Linked DNA regions of Sus scrofa: all the other regions are linked to region 2. Evidence: chromatin contacts called from public Hi-C and HiChIP or PLAC-seq data. All regions are on one chromosome and are shown on one strand. The core of a region is the stretch at or near the end of the contact, and the rest is flanking DNA. Distances in the headings are between cores, read along the strand shown.

Evidence for each region. A called contact is a pair of places that touch in the nucleus more often than the background predicts. HiChIP or PLAC-seq counts read pairs in DNA pulled down with a chosen protein or histone mark.
Region 1: a Hi-C map of epiblast stem cells shows a contact between it and region 2, with 1.8 times the contacts expected there. The contact joins the promoter of FXYD3 here to the promoter of HAMP in region 2. A contact is called at or near these places in 1 of 5 promoter capture datasets (liver), 1 of 47 Hi-C or Micro-C datasets (epiblast stem cells) and 2 of 2 datasets of contacts at active chromatin or transcription factors (alveolar macrophages and skeletal muscle).
Region 3: an H3K27ac HiChIP or PLAC-seq map of alveolar macrophages shows a contact between it and region 2. The contact joins the promoter of TMEM147 here to the promoter of HAMP in region 2. A contact is called at or near these places in 3 of 5 promoter capture datasets (fetal liver, fetal skeletal muscle and liver) and 1 of 2 datasets of contacts at active chromatin or transcription factors (alveolar macrophages).

What each region holds. Positions count from the first base shown.
Region 1 is chr6:44,649,026-44,652,308 of Sscrofa11.1, reverse strand. It overlaps FXYD3 (FXYD domain containing ion transport regulator 3), which reads right to left and starts at 1,522. Exons shown (of 7, transcript NM_214208.2): 1 at 1,361-1,522. The coding sequence starts at 1,400.
Region 2 is chr6:44,784,267-44,787,930 of Sscrofa11.1, reverse strand. HAMP (hepcidin antimicrobial peptide) reads right to left here and starts at 2,068. Exons shown (of 3, transcript NM_214117.1): 1 at 1,927-2,068; 2 at 910-969; 3 at 628-824. The coding sequence starts at 2,013. The coding sequence ends at 723.
Region 3 is chr6:44,977,518-44,980,909 of Sscrofa11.1, reverse strand. It overlaps TMEM147 (transmembrane protein 147), which reads right to left and starts at 1,715. Exons shown (of 7, transcript XM_021097223.1): 1 at 1,531-1,715; 2 at 1,389-1,458; 3 at 800-859; 4 at 577-713; 5 at 355-439; 6 at 143-264; 7 at 1-59. The coding sequence starts at 1,607. It overlaps GAPDHS (glyceraldehyde-3-phosphate dehydrogenase, testis-specific), which reads right to left. Exons shown (of 12, transcript XM_021097231.1): 10 at 3,307-3,392; 11 at 2,222-2,319; 12 at 1,918-2,135. The coding sequence ends at 2,063. It overlaps LOC110261280 (a long non-coding RNA gene), which reads left to right and starts at 1,756. Exons shown (of 2, transcript XR_002345323.1): 1 at 1,756-1,911; 2 at 2,225-3,392.

The DNA.
Region 1 (3,283 bases), core at 273-2,772, 140 kb after region 2:
GCCTTTGCAAATGCAGGTTCCCTCACTCAGCCCCACACCTGAAACACGCTCTTAACCTGGGTGGCTTTACGGCCGCCCTTTGGTCTAGGACTTCTAGACACAGAGCGAGGGTCTCGTCAAGGTGACAGATGGCTTCAGCTCCCAGGCGAGCTCAGCCCTCATCTTCTGGTTCTGCCACATCCACGTCCCACCCGTCGGGTGTTTGCTCACCATTCCCCTTCAAGGACTCACTAATTATAAACTTAACATGCTTTCTTTAAAAATGCCACTTTCTATCACTACCCTGAATGCAACACCAGCTTCGCCTGATGTAACAAACACAGTGAAAAGCAGACAACTAGCATTGCATTCTGGCAAGAAGCAGTGGCTGCCTTTGCTCTGGGTCTAAGCCCTATTCTTTCTTTGTTAAAAGGAGATTCATATTTTTAAAAATTATATTTAAAGCACAAACACATGGTGCTTACTCTGTCCCAGGCACTATTCTTTTTCTTTTCATTGTTTCTTTATTTTTTAAATTTTGGGGCCAAAGGTACGACATATGGAAGATCCCAGGGTGGGGGTGGACTGGAGGTGCAGTTGCCAGCCAGCCAGCCACAGCCACAGCCACAGCCACAGCCACAGCCACAGCCACAGCCACATCCATGCCAGATCTGAGCCGAATCTGCGACCTACATTGCAGCTCACGGCAACACTGGATCCTTAACCCACTGAGGGAGGCCAGGGATCAGACCCACATCCTCAGGGATACTAGCTGGGCTCTTAACCCAGTGAGCCACAAGAGGAACTCCTCATAATAAAATGTTAAAGACCCGGTAGCACAGACCTGAGCCTTTTCCTTGACGTCATCAAGGGGACATCAAGACCATGACTTTCTAGCTGTGTGTGCCTCTATTGTAAGAGGTCCTCCTTTTTTTCTTTCTTTTTTTTTTTTTTTGGTCTTTTTAGGGTGGAACTTGCAGCATATGGAGGTTCCCAGTCTAGGGGTCCAATCAGAGCTATAGCTGTCAGCCTACACCACAACCACAGCAATCAGGATCTAAGCCGCGTCTGCGACCTACACCAGAGCTCTTGGCAACACCAGATCCTTAACCCAGTGAGCGAGGCCAGGGATCGAATCCGTGTCCTCATGAATACTAGTCAGGCTCACTACCACTGAGCCACAATGGGGACTCCCAGAGGTCCTCCTTTCGGAGTCCCTTGAAATCACCAGGGTGACACTTCCTATCCTTGAGGAGATGCTGACAGAGACCCACCAGCCCACGGGGGCAGCAGAAAGGAAAGCGTGACTGAGCCACACACAAGCATGGTCATCACTTGGCCAAGGGGATCAGGGGAAATCAGCCCAGGAACGGGCACTCACCTGCCAGGAGGATGAGCACGCTCAGGGCCACCTCGTGCATGTCGGTTGGAGTACTGGCCTGGAGGGGCCTGGGGGGAGGGTCCACTGGGATGTCTCTGGTTCCCAATCCCGGCTACAGCTCCCCCGGGGGGCAGAAAGGCTGGCCTAGAGACTCCCTGGGCTGAGAGATAAGGAGTGCAGTGTGGGCTGGGTGAGGGAGCCCAGCTGGAGAGGAGCAGCAATAGCAACTCCCTGGCCGTGGACTTGAGACTTTAAGTGAATCGCCCTGGCAACCAAACAAGGAAGGCATTGCCCACTGTCATCCCTGCCTTACAGATGGGGAAACTGAGGCTCCAGAAAGTGAAAGTGGGTGCTTGAGGTCACCAGGCCAGGAAGAGGATTTTTTTTTTTTTTTTTTTTTTTGGTCTTTTTGCCTTTTCTAGGGCCACACCTGTGGCATATGGAGGTTCCCAGGCTAGGGGTCTAATCGGAGCTATAGCCGCCAGCCTATGGCCAGGGCCACAGCAACGCGGAATCTGAGCCGCATCTGCAACCTACACCACAGCTCAGGGCGACACCAGATCCTTAACCCACTGAGCAAGGCCAGGGATCAACCCCAAACTCATGGTTCCTAGTCAGATTCGTTAACCACTGAGCCATGATGGGAACTCCTGGGAAGTGGAATTTAAACCAGATCTTGCTCTGTGGAGGCTGTTCCCAACTGCGACCTCTCTCAGGGCCTCAGGATGGTTTGGGAAATGGGGTGCCGGGAGCCAGGTGGCAGGAGGCCTGGTTCCGGGAGTGTCTCCCCCAGACAGCTCGGAGCCTGCCCGCCCTGCCCAGAATTTGCAGGCCTCGACTGGGCCAGGGCTGGGCACTGAGCTGGCTCCTCTGGCTGCTCAGGGCAGGATGTGGGGAGGAGAGAACTCGGTGGGGGCAGGGGAGGGAGGTGGAGGGCAGGCCTGGGAGCAGCCTCAGCTTCACCTTCTGTCCCACTCTCCCCCTGAACCCCACTGTCCCGCTTCTGCCCTCCCCCCACCCATCACTGCCCCCCACCCAGCCCCTGCCCCTATAAACTCCTCTGGCTGCAAACACTTCCTCCCTCCCCAGGTCGGCCTGCCCAGCTTGAAGAACACTCTGCTGTCCCTGTCCTGCTCCGGTATCTATGCGTCCCCTGGCCCCGCCCCGCTGCCACAGCGTTTGTTGTCCCAGTCTTGATAGCAAGAGCTAACACTTAGATCCACCCTGTGCTGGGCACTGCCAGATGGTCTTGCCAGTTTTCGTTCATGTAATCCTCCAAGAATCCCAGAGGTCATCGGTTATAGGGCCCATTTCACAGAGGACAAAACATATACCCTCCCTGGAGTTCCCGCTGTGGTGCTACGGGGACTGGTGGCGTCTCTGCAGCACTGGGACGATCCAGTGGGTCGTGGGTGCAGTGGGTTTAAGATCCCGCGTTGCCTCCGCTGCGGCCAAGGCCGAAACTGTGGCTTGGATCTGATCTCTGGCCTGGGAGCTCCATGAGCCGAAGGGCAGCCAAACAAGAAAACAACCACCACAACAAAACATATATCCTCCCTAAGCCTGGTGAAAAGCCCTTTGACCTTCCCAGCTCTGTCTCCTGTCTGCAGCCGGAGAAAGGGTCCCGTTTCACTCTCTCTCTAGCCTCTATGGAGCCCCCACCCTGCATGTCTCTGTTTCCAGCACATTCTCACAGACCCTTCCATCTCCCTGTGCCCACCCCAGATCCAGGGAATCCTCTTAGCTTCCCAGTTCATCCCACATTCCAGCCTCACGACTTTAGTTTGAGCATCCATTCCCTGCAGGAAGAGGGCGCGTAGCTTTGGGGAACACTAGTAAGGTGTTCAGGAACCCCCCCAGAACTGGGGGCGGGGGGGGAGAGCTGGAGTGGGTGTGTGGGCAGGACAGCCTAGCGGTTCCCAG
Region 2 (3,664 bases), core at 819-3,318:
ACCACAGCTCACAGCAACACCAGATCCTTAACCCACTGAGCGAGGCCAGGGATCGAACCTAGTGGATCCTAGTTGGGTTTTTAACCGCTGAGCCACGAAGGGAACTCCCAGAAACTGGGTGGTTTTTAAAGCACAAGATACACAAGCACAGGATTCACCAGCGATGATGTCAGTGCGATGACGTCATCACAGGCCACGGGGCCTCTGGAAAGCTCCACTGTCCACTCAGGAGAGAACGAGAGTGAGAAAGACCAGTGACATCTTGGTCGTTTCCACCCTGTGGAGCCCTGGAGCAGTTCTCACGCTTTACTGGATCAGGTTCACAGGTTTGATTTGACCCCTGTGTTAAGATTTCAGGGAGGAAAATTTAACTTTCATTCCCAGCTGTCTTCACATAAATTTGAGGTCTTTTGAAGTGGGGAAAGAAAGGGAGGAACAGAAAAACAAATTTTCCTCACCGAGCTGCCTTGCAACCCCCCCTCCCAGCACCCCGCCCAGCATCCCCCCACCCCCAGCACCCACCAACCACACACCCGCTCCAAGCATTGCTCTTCACCAGACAGGGGCCAGGATGAGGCTCGGGCACAGCCTCTGGCAGGGAGAAAAGACAACAGAGACTCCAGTTTGGAAAAGAAAAGCTATTTTATTCCAAGACCATTCAGGGTTGGAGGCAGCCGGAATAAATAAGGGGTGACGCAGGGGCTGGGGCAGGGTGGGCAGCTCTACGTCTTGCAGCACATCCCACAGATTGCTTTGCGACAGCAGCCGCAGCAGAAGATGCAGATGGGGAAGTGGGTGTCTCTTCTTAGCCTCTGGGCCACGGGCTGTGAGAAGGGAAAGACGGCCCGTGAGCAGGGCTTGGGCGGGGCGGGCCGGGGAGGCTCGGGAGGGAGTCCCAGGTGTGCTCACCGTCAAACCAGCGGTGGCTCCTGCTGTGTCCTGGGTCCGGAGGTCTGTGAGCTGTCTTGTCTGTGGAAGCAAAGGGAGTATTGAGGATGGCAGGGCCCCGGCCGTGCTCTCGGACTCGCTTCCAGCAGCAGCTCCTCTCTGGGGTTGCTGTTCCCCTGGCTCAGCTGGAATCCCGGACCTTTCCTCACCTTCCCACAGGCGGCTCTCCTGCCTCCAAACATCCCAGATCTGTCTCCTTTTCTCTCCGCAGCTGCTAATCTTCCGTAGCCCTCTCCAGGGCCTGGATGCCAGGCCCCCCTCCGCATCTCGCCCCTGCCCATCCATTCCCCCACGTGTTAGCTGTCAGATCTTGGCTTTCTCTGTTTCAAAAGCCAACAGGGCTTCCCCTGCCCTTGGAGGATAATCAGCGTTTGCACGGTGGCTGGCAAGACGTGGCATGACCACCCTTGGATCTCACCTCTAGGTACCAAGTACCAAGTACCAAGTACGTCCCTCACCAAGCCCTCTGATCCTCGGGGATGGAGCGGGGCCATGCTCGCCCCCGCCCTGGCCTTGACTTGCTCATCTTACCTTTTCTCACCCTCCCAGTCATAGGTCAAGAAACATTTTTAAACAAAACAGCCAGCTCTTTATCCCATCGGAGGAGGATCCCCCCACCCATCACGCTCCCTCCCCCCCATCTTTTACGTTATCCTGGAGCAGCCTTTCCTACACACGAGTTTACTTCTTTGAAGCTCATTCGTTCCCTGGCCCCGCGAATATCTCCTCTCGCCTACTTTGCTCACTGTTTGATCGCCCCTGTCTCGAATGGGCGTAAGAGGAGGCACTCGGAAAACACCTGTGGGATTCGGTTGGGGCCCCCCGTCTCTGCACGCAGTACCCCATCCCCTTCCCTGGCCTGGGCTCTGCCCTATGCTGGGGTCTCTCGCTGGCTGCCCGCAGCAGTCCCCTCCCCAGGGCTTGGGGCTCCCGTGTGATTCTGGCCGTCTGCTGGACCCAGGCCCCTCGGACTCTCACCTGGGATGGGAGAACGGAGCCGGCGGTCAGGCTGACGAGGAGGAGGAGCAGGAGGCAGGCGGCCCGGATCTGCACGCTCAGCGCCATGGTGCTGTCTGTCCGTCCAGCTGTCCTGCTTGTTAGCTCTAGGACTCGCTCTGGTGTCCGGGAGTCCAGTTACAGTTGCTTTTATGGAGCCTCCTGGGGGAGGCGGGGATGCTAAGCCCCCTCCCCTTTGGCCCAACTCATTTCCAAGAAGGTGGTGGCGCCCAAAAGGCGGGAGAGATAAGCGGGAACAGAGTGACAGGGAACAGGGTTATGTCACCCTTGGCCAGCAGAGGTGTGTCCAGGAGGTGGGGCCGATGCGGCCACAGACACCCGCCTGGAGTCAGCCACCTGGGAGACACTGTCCCCGACGGGACATCACCCTGTTGATTTAAAAAACAAAAACAAAAACCAAAACCCTTTCGCCCAGGAGGTTGAACAGGTCGATGAGCAGGAGCAAGGTGCCCTCCTCCCTGCCCTTCCCGGACCTGCTCATTCACAAGGAGGCTGACTGTCCCTTGGCGGAACCCTCAGGGGTTCGCTTCTGGGAGGGGACATGGGCAGGCGCGGAAGTTTGTGTCCGCAGGAGCCACCGGTGCGTGTGTGGGCTTTTCCAAAAGCGTCAGAACCTTAAGATGCGGCCCTGGTATCTGGGAAATGTCCCCGTGAATTTTCGGCCCCCAAAGACAGTGGTGACAGTCACAGCCAACTCACATCTGAGGACCGCACCACACAAGCCAGCAGAGATAGGGACTCACATTTGTGTTAACTCAGCCCTGGCGACCTGGCCTCGGAGCGGCTCCCGCCTGCCCCATCCTGGGCTCTGCTCCCTGTTCTGGGCCCTCGCTGCTGTCCCAGCCACTGACCCCAGGGGCCTGGCCTCCCAGACGCTGCTCCCGAGAGAGGAACCCATCGTGCTCACCTGAGCCTCATTTTCCTCACTTTACAGGGAGGAACTAAAGGCCAAGCCCAGGGCACGGCCCAAGCTCGCCCAGCCGGAGGCAGAGCCGGGATTCCGGCCCAGGCAGCCTGACTGGGGCTGTGGCCTTCTCCCCAGGCTTTCCTGCCTCTCTGGAGACCCAGGAAGGCATGGGGTTGGGGCTGGGGGCTGCTGGGCCTGGGGCATAATGGCTTGGCAAGCAGATCGTGCATGGCTCATCCCAACTCCGCAGTCAGGGCCGGGCACTGGCACCTGGAAACCAGCAGTGGTGGGGCACTCGGGCCACAGACGACAGCACACACCCCAAGCTGGGCTTTTCTTCCAGGAGCCTGCTGCCCGAGCATGGCCAGAAAGGGAGCAGAGCTCAGGCCGCCTGGCTGTGGCCACCTCATGCCTGTCCGCCACTGGAACCATCTCAGGATGCCTATGGCTCAGGGGAATGGCAAACAGTGACTCCAGAGACGGGCCCTTGGGCATTTCCTCCTCCAACTCACTCTGGGCCACCCAGCATCAGCCTGTCACGGTGGCCAAGGATGAATACCTCCTGGCCCTCAAATGCTGTCAAGGCCCCCTGGAAAAAAAGATTCACAAAAACAGGAGGCCCCTGGGATGTAGCGCTGTTCCCCACCTCCGCCTCCCCAAGCACTCTAGGCTCGGTTCCTCCTGCTGCATGACCCTCCCTCCCGAAGACGGCCTCAGAGAGAGCAATGGCCAGGAAAAGCAGACAGGGTTCGCACAGGGAGGAGACCAGCTGGGGGCACTTGGGGTGGGCGC
Region 3 (3,392 bases), core at 466-2,965, 190 kb before region 2:
CCACTGCTCGGGCCAGCAGTGCTGTCCAGCTGCCCAGGGAACAGAGGTGGACGAACGTCCTGTGGGGAAACATCACAATGAAGGAGGGAGAAGAGAGAAATCCAACCCATTTGGACTCCGCCTCCAACCCCACCCAGCTCACTCCATGACAAAGGCCTTGTAGACGCTAAGGAACATCAGGAGGAGGACTGCTGGCCGGAAAGTGTGGTACAGGTCGTAGCGTGTTATCATCCACACCTGGGCAGATGCGACGATGTAATGGACCTGGAGGGAGGCAGGAAGTCAGGGCCAGGCCTCGAGTACACAGCCGCCGGCAAAAAGGTGCACGTGTGGGGGGAGAGCAGGATTGCATACCAGACTGATGTTGGAGTCAATGCTCATCTGGATGTATTTCCAGTCAAACTCAATGCCCCGAGCTCCAACCCAGAGGGGGATGCAGCTGAGGAAGGCAAAGGGAGGGATTCTCCAGTACCCAGACACACTCAGGACCCAGAATCTGAGCCCCCGCCCTCCAGCACCCTCCTGGAACCCAAGTGTCCTTTTTCAGGAATCTGGGCTCCAGGCTGCTGCACACACCGGGACATAATGAGCTCGGCGGTGGCCCAGCCCAGGGCAGCAACCATGATCTTGTATTCCCCCTTGCCGGCATTCCGGGACATGACAAGGTTTAGGCCTATCAGGTCTGCCACATCCACGCTGGCCTTCATGAACTCCTGTGGGTCAGGTTGAGGCTTGAGTAAGCACAGGTGCCAGGGGGGCCCCACTCCTGCACTCCCTCCCCCTCCCCTGCCCCACTCACCCCAATGAAGTCATAGATGCCGCCTTCCCAGGTAGGAAAGAAAGTGGCCAGGAACAGCATCTGAAGTCAGAAAATAGAGGTCACCTCAAGGTGAGGGAGATCAACTATGTGGGTTTTGAGGGAAGTTAGCGTGTATGTGGGGGCAGTACATTGGGGTTCTGGGGGCCCGAGTGAAAGAGGGACCAGCGGATGGAGACAAGGCAGGAGCAGGAGAGACAGAGGGTAGGGGCTTGGAAGTTTGGGTTCTGTCTTGATCACAGGAGATCGGGGTCAGGCCTGTAGGTGCCGGGGCTGGCTACCCACCAGGGCCGTGGGAGCAGTGTCAGTGGAACTTTGGGGGTTAGTATCGCTTAACAGTGTCCAAAGCTCTCTTAACCATACAACTGAATGTTCCCAACTTTACTAAGAGTGCTATACAAAAGTTGCCTGGGGCTTCTCCTCAGGTGTCAGCCTTTCCAAGCCCGGCCCCCGCAGGTATTCTGGAAGCGCCCTGGGCCGGGTGCCCAGGGCAGCTCCATACCGGGAGTTTAGGCAGGGGCGCAGCCGCGGGTCCCGAGAGCCCTGGCGCGGCACAAGCTGGAGCCCTCACCTTGCACAGCTGCACGAAGAGGTAGGTGACCCCGGCCTGCACGCACTTCCAGAAGGCATTATACTCGGACCTGCGGGAGCAGGCGGTGAGAGGTCGGTCCGGCCCGCGCCCCGCCCCCGCCCCGCGGCCGCCCCGCACTCACAGGCCGCTGCACTTGTAGGTGATGAAGTAGGGGAAGTAGGCCAAGGCGAAGCAGTTCCCAAAGTGGAACAGCGTCATGGTGCCGGCCGCCCGGCCCGCCGGAGCCCGCCTCTCTACCTCGGCTGCCTGGCTCCCGAGCCCGGGCCTGGCGCCCACCTGCCTCCGCCGCGGCCCGCGCGGCCTTCTGGGAGCGGGAGTGCGCGGCGCGGCGCGCTGACGTCACGGGGCTCAGCCGCGGGGCCAGGGACAGCCGGCCAGAACCATAGCCGACGCGATGCGGGTCCCGCGGCAGCCGCGCTCGCGTCCAGGCGCCGGGCCCGGGCGAGCCTCGAGCCCGGACCTGACCCCGCTGTGACCGGCGCAGAGACACGGGGCACAATTTGTGAGGACTCGGGGTTTTTATTTCACCGTTGGCCCAGCAGCGCGGGCCCCTCGCGCGGGGCGCCCTCCTTCCCACGGGGGACTGAGGGCGGGGACAGGAGGAATGAGTTCTGACCCGGGAGCTCGGGGAAGCAGAGGCGGGCCAGCCTGCTTCACTCGTCTCTGCTGAACATGTAGCGAAGGAGGTCCACCACCCGGTGACTGTAGCCATATTCGTTGTCGTACCTGGGGAGGGAGGAGGGCGGTCGGGGGATCCCTCCCCACCATCCTAGGCTCCCCGCACGTTCCCTGACCCCTTCCTTCCCCCTTACCAGGAAATGAGCTTCACGAAGTTGTCGTTGAGCGCGATGCCAGCCTTAGCATCGAAGATGGACGAGTGGGTATCGCTAACAAAGTCCGTGGACACGACCTGAGCGTCAGAATTTCAAAGATATATGGAGCGCAGAGCTAGGACCTCCAGGAGCTCAGGCTTCTGGGCACATTACCCATTCATTCATCTACAGTCTTCGATGGAGCCCTTCTGCGTGGGGATAGGGTACAAGGAAGACATGCGGGAGCTTTGCAGGTGGGGGACTGGCCGAAGGATACAGACGGCAAACACCCTGATGCCGCACCAATAGACATTTTCTGGCAACACTGCACTTGGAATGGTTCAGCCAGGAGGCCCTCCCTGAGGGGAGGTGGTGAGTCAGGCGCTGGACGACTAGGAGAATCTGGCCAACTCCAGCCCTCAGCAGGGTGGAAGGAGCTGCAGCACAGAGCCCTGGGGGTTTGGCCTTGAGCAGCAGGGTGATGTGATCTGATTTTTCTAAGAGGTCCTGGTGAGGGTGGACCTTCAGGAGCTAAAGCAGGGAGACAGCATCAAGCAGGGATGGCACCAGGAGCAAAGGGTTGGTGCTATCCATTCCTCACAGGGAAGGTATCCGGCCATGGCCTACCCTGAGCAGCCTTGAACAGTGGGAGTTCTTGTCTTGTTCGCTGAGCATGAATTGAGCACCTGCTGTGTGCCACGCCCTAGGAGGACAGCTGGAGCTACAGAAGTGAAGAGTCCCCAGGTCCCCGCTTTCTTGGAGTGCACATGCCAGCACAGCCAACAGTGATTATGAAATGACATTTCAGGTAAGGAAAGGGCCACCAAAAAGACATCTCTCTGAGGTGAGAAGTTCAAGTAGAGACTTGGAGGAGGTGAGGGCAGACTACGTGGCCACCTGGGGGAAAAGCTTTCCAGGCCAAAGGGGCAGCAGGTGCAGACCCCAAAGACCGCAAGGCAGGGAGTCTGACCTTCCCAGCTCTGCAGTTCCTGTCTTGATACATTGCAAGCAGTTCCTTGGCAAGTGGAAAATCACTCTCCCTCCCCAGGGGGCTCCTCCCAGGGACCCCACTCCTCAGCCCCTACCTCATCCTCAGTGTAGGCAAGGATGCCGGCCATGGGCCCCTTGGCTGCTTCTTTTATGGCCTCCTTAATGGCCGAGTACTGGGTAG